2 separate regions of the Macaca mulatta genome follow, and region 1 is linked to region 2. A link is a contact called in public Hi-C data. All regions are on one chromosome and are shown on one strand. The core of a region is the stretch at or near the end of the contact, and the rest is flanking DNA. Distances in the headings are between cores, read along the strand shown.

Region 1 (2,700 bases), core at 174-2,673, 290 kb before region 2:
GTATTGTGACAAAGTCAAAAGGTGATGCAGGACAAAAATCATTATATGCAGGACATGTCCTGTATGTATAGAATCTTGGAAACTTTATTAGTGATGTCTCTCACACTACTAATACATCTGAAAAGCACCTACTCAGAGCTTGTAGGTGTTTCTTGGATGTATATTTTAACAGTGAATTATCAAGACAGCACAACTTCACAACTGCTCAGCATTTTCAGGAAAAAAGAGTCACATTCTGTGGACAAAGTGTGGTCAAGATCCCAATACAACCACGTGCTTAACTTCATTCTTTCACTTTTCATACTTTAGTATTCAGGCTCAAACTTTACTGAGATCTTAACTTTGTCCATCTATCACAGATAATTCCTCGGAGTAATGTCTTTCATTATCTTCAAATAACTACAGAATCATTATTAATAGCTTACAGGATTTCCCCCCCCCCGGGATAATCTCACCTCCTAATACAGACACCGTACCTACAATGACAGATTAAATGGTAATGGCACTGTGTTTTGCAGTGGTGGATACACTCACTGATTACCTAGGCAGGAAGAGTTTTCTGAGGAAATCTGTCCACTGGTTTCAGGGAGACTCCACATCATCCCTCTTCCTTCTTCCACTGCAAGGCCTTGTTTGGAGTATTTTCTCTTCCCTCTCTGACCAAACTGAAGCTCACAAAAGTTCCCGTAAAGCTTGAGTACACACGTACTTGCAAAGCAACAAGATAATAGTTATTAGCTCCTAGCTATGAGTGTAGGCAAAGAGACATTGTGTTGTGGTTTGTCTATTTAGTTTTGCAGCTTTGGGGAACATCTGAAATGTCTCCACATTTCTGCGACCAGTGCAGACTACCCTCCGGGGAGTCTAGGTCCAGGCCTTTTCAGAGGACGGAAGTCGGGCTGGACGCCCTGGTTCACTCCCGTAATCCCAGCACTTTAGGAGGCCGAAGCAGGCGGATCCCAAGGTCAGGAGTACAGCCTGGCCAATGTGGTGAAATTCCATCTCTACTAAAAGTACTAAAATTAGCCGGGCGTGGTGGCGGGCCCCTGTAGTCCCAACTACTCAGGAGGGTGAGGCAGGAAAATCGCTTGAACCCGGGAGGGGGAGGTTGCCGTGAGCCGAGAACGCGCCACTGCACTGCAGCCTGGGAGACACAGCGAGACTGCGCCTCAAAAAAAAAAAAAAAAAAGAGGACGGAAGTCCTGCCAGTCCTTTGAAACTCGGGTTACTTTCCCCAAACACCTTGGCCCCGGTCCCAGGCCGAGAATCCTCCGCCTTGAAGGATGTCTCCGTGGGAACTACACTACCCACAAACCTATACGTTGCATATCCAATGAGGGCCCAAGAGAGGGGTGTTTCAGTGCGTGCGGAGGGTGCGTGGGCGGGACTTCCGGCTCCTCCTCCTAGCGGACATTTTGTTTGTTTCTGTCAGGCTGCATCTATCTGGGTCTCTGTAACGCTTGGGTGGACCGCAGGTGGAGGTGTCGGGAAAGCGCGGAGATGTTGTCCCCAGCGTCCCGCGACGCGTCCGAAGCTCTACGGGGATGGAAGTACCTGCGTCCCCGATCGAGACGCCTGCCGCTCCCGGCAGCTGTCCGCGCCCACGGTCCTGTGGCGGAGCTAACGGACTCCGCGCGGGTGGGTGCTGCATCCTCCCGGCCCTCAGCCACTCTTTCTCCGACTCCGAATCGTAAAGTTCCTGCAGCCCCTGTGTCCCAGGACAGCGACGCACTCTTGGGCGGGGTTCTATCTCGCTGTGGGTGGGTGTGGGAGAGTTACGGGCGGAGGGGACGTCGCAGGTAAAGGCTCGGGGGTGCTGCTGATCCCCAGACATTTGGGAGACAGTGTTCTTTTCAACACGGAGCAGAGTTTGAGGAACTGTGCCTGGAATGGCAGGCTGAAAAGTTGTCCCTTCATTCTCAGGGCGTTGAGATTACCTGAGGGTTTTGAATAGAAGGAAGTGATCTTAGCTGGGATTTTAAGTGTCTCGAAATTTGCTCAGGGGAGAACATTAGTTAGGGGTGGGGACTGTGAGGATGGATACTAGGAGACCGGTAAGGAGACGGCTGCAGTGGATTCCAGGAATGCTTTGGTGGTGGATGTACCGAGAGTAATGGCAGGTGAGTAGGTAGAAGTGATCATATTCTGGGTAGGTTTTAAATATGAAACCAGCAGGATTTTCTGCTCCAGCATATGCAGCTATGATTGAAAGTAAGGCATGAAAGAGCAAGGTGTTTTTGTTGTGTTTTTTCATGAACGTTTGAATTTTGGAATGGTGACTCTGATATGTCTCAGAGTGGAGGCTTCCTCACTTAGGCAACTAGAGAGGAAGGTGTGAAATTGTGGGGAAGGGACTGGGCTTAAAATGTCTTTGGGGTAAAGGGAGTGGTCTGGACTAGGTCAAGGCCAGGAGGTCAGATTTAAGTGGGGCAGTCTTAAGTATGTTATTTCAGATGATCTCTGGGGTAAGAGATGAGAAGGCTGGGACTGGAGGACAGGGAAAAGGGAGTGGGCATTCTTGAGACTTCCCCCAGAAGAGAAGGGTCCTGGCATTTGAAAAGGTTCTTTTCAGTGTTTGTAGAAGGAGAGAGCTGTAGGGTATCAGGAGTTTGGCCTGGGATGGCAGCGATGTGTGGTGTGCTATAAATTTGCTACTGTCTGATATCTCACCCTCCCTCAATTTTGAGGGAGGATTATCTC
Region 2 (2,700 bases), core at 76-2,575:
CGAAATCTAAACCACCTCACACCTCAGTCTCCAGCCTAGGCCAGTTCTTTAACCCATTCAGAACTCCGTTTTTGCAGACACGGCCCAGAATCCTTCCTATGACAAGTTTGCACCTGTCTAAAGGGAGTGTCAGGCTTATGGACCCAACCATGACCTGCCTTCCAAAACTCAGTCCTCCAAAAATGCAAATTGTAATCCTCTCTGAAACCTGCTCCTTAAGCCGATTTCTCCAACTCCATTCTATCAGATTTTCAGGCCAAAACAAAACCCATGGAATAGACTCTTCACTACCCTCACTGCTATATTTGATGCACCAGGAAATCCTGTCGACTGTCTCTCTGAGATCCACCCAGAATCTCATCACACTTCCCCTCTACTGCAACTCCTCTGGCCCATCCCTACCATAACTCAAGGGGTCTCCTCAGCGGTCCCCTTGTCCTACTTTAACATCCTGTTTTCCCCAACTTTAAACGTCTACCTCTGGGCGTAACCCTTCCTGCACAGCCTGCTATGGCTTTCAGCAGCTCCGCGGCCCTCCCAGGCGAGACTCCGCCTCACTCTCAGCTCCGTGGAGACAAAGACGCTCGGGCTCCCCAGTGCCGCCCGCTCTGCAGCCTCGCAAGTGCAGGTCCCTGACAGGAGCTCCCCCGCCTCACAGCACCGCGGACACCGGTACCCCACACGAGAACGCCCCTCTCTTTGGGACACAGGGGCCTGACCTGCAGGGCCCCTCCTCGGGGCTTCGGCACTCGGAGGAGGGGTCTGGCGGGGCGCCCTGGGACGCGGCACCCACCTCAGTCAGGTTCATCGGCGCGGCCTCCGCTAGCACAGCCAGGGAAGAGAGGGGCGGGAGCGGCGGTGACCTGGACGCTGTCGAAGGCACCGACGCCTACACCCGACTCAGTCGAGCCTCACTCTAGCCTCTGTACAGCGGGGAAACCTTTTCTCGCGTTTTTCCGCTCTTTCACCTCAGTCTCGACTCAGCCTGAGGGTGAACAGATCCCCACTCAACCATATTGACAACACCCTGGGGCGTTGCAGGAAGTCCCGCCCACACGCAGTACGAACCCACGTAGACGCCTCTCTGCTAGGCCTTCTCTGCTAAGCAGCTACACTCGCTGCTTGTGTCCGCCGCTGTGTCTTTTGGGTAGTGTAGTTCCCACGCCGCTGCCTGCCCCGCCTGTGAACCTAGGTAACTCGCGTTCAGGATGAAAGCCAGGAGGATCCTCCAGAGGTGTTGAGAAATGCAGTTACGGGGCTCCAAGGGCGTGGAGGGCTTCACTGGCTTTTAAACGGCAAGCATCCAGATTTTCCCGGAAGGCAGTCTAGAACAAGTCAGAGAAATGTTTCAGAGACCTGCCCTTTCAGATTCTGTAAAGCACAGCAAGTTCCCGAAGGACGAACGTCCGAAGGAACATGGCCAACCATAAGGAACTGATCTTCCACGCATAGCGATCAGTTCTTTTGTGCTTGCCAAATACACACAGAACGAAGCTCTGGAGACTGTTTTATAATCTTCAATGTGTTCTGCTGGGACAAGAAAAGACCCAGACATGGCATGATGGGGAGTTTGAGGAGGAATATCTTTCCTTTCTGAATAATCAGTTACTGTCTTTCAGCCTACCCAGTAACACTTCATTCACATGATACTTATTACTTTATATCTGAGATATTTTCCACTTACTTTAAGAAACTGAAACCTAACTGAAAAGGAAAAGCGACTTATCTACCATTATCTGCCAGAATAATGTGACCTTCCACCAGTCAAAGCCCTTGTGCAAAGAAAGCATCTTACTGCTGAGATAAAGGTTTGGGAATGCATGATCTCATCTCATCACTGGAAAGTGATTTATCATTTCGCCTGAAATTGTATCAACAGTGTCTGCACAGGGAGTTGAAATCGTCTCTGAATAACTCTTGTGAAATGGCTATTACTGAAACTATTAATGATGATTATGTAGTTATCCAAAGAAACTGGCAAAAATAGTTATAGAGAAATATATCTGTGATAGGAGGAAAAAAGCTAAGGTTGTCCTAGAACCTTGGACACACTCAAATTTGGTGTGCAAAATCTGATTATTTTTCAAACTTGAAAACATTGTGCATTAACAGCTTGAAGGGAGAGGTAAAGACTATACATTAAAAGAGTTACCAGAAAAATAAAACTGAATAGGGAAACTGTGCTGTCGTATTTATTACTCTAACATGTCTGATGAACACTCATTAGATGCCAGGTACAATACTAAGTGCATGGGACACATCAGGAATAGGGATGCCAGCTGTCTGTGATCCTATAAGACATGTAAGACATATTTAATGAATTAGTCCTCAGTCCTGTATTGACTTTGTCAGGTCACTTTAAATGTCCTGTATTCAGCTTTTTACAATAAATTACAAAACCTCAGAAGTCAGAGCTATTTTTCTACCACTATAATTGTAAATTAAATCACTTAGTGGCTATGTTAAATTAATTTAATTGTAAAATAAATTTTATTAAAATAAAATTTAATTGTAAAATAAATTTTATTAAAATAAAATTTAATTGTAAAATAAATTTTATTAAAATAAAATTTAATTGTAAAATAAATTTTATTAAAATAAAATTTAATTGTAAAATAAATTTTATTAAAATAAAATTTAATTGTAAATTAAATCACTTAGTGGCTATGTTAGCTGAAAATCATACCCCTACAAATAAAG

The links. A called contact is a pair of places that touch in the nucleus more often than the background predicts.
Region 1: a contact with region 2 is called in a Hi-C map of liver, with 2.6 times the contacts expected there. The contact joins the promoter of ZNF671 here to the promoter of ZNF17 in region 2. A contact is called at or near these places in 2 of 14 Hi-C or Micro-C datasets (fetal cortex germinal zone and liver).

The regions. Positions count from the first base shown.
Region 1 is chr19:69,893,497-69,896,196 of T2T-MMU8v2.0, reverse strand. ZNF671 (zinc finger protein 671) reads left to right here and starts at 1,423. Exons shown (of 4, transcript NM_001260628.1): 1 at 1,423-1,638. The coding sequence starts at 1,501. The region is part of intron 1 of ZNF776 (zinc finger protein 776); the gene reads right to left.
Region 2 is chr19:69,604,437-69,607,136 of T2T-MMU8v2.0, reverse strand. It overlaps ZNF17 (zinc finger protein 17), which reads right to left and starts at 1,325. Exons shown (of 3, transcript XM_077980031.1): 1 at 1,065-1,325.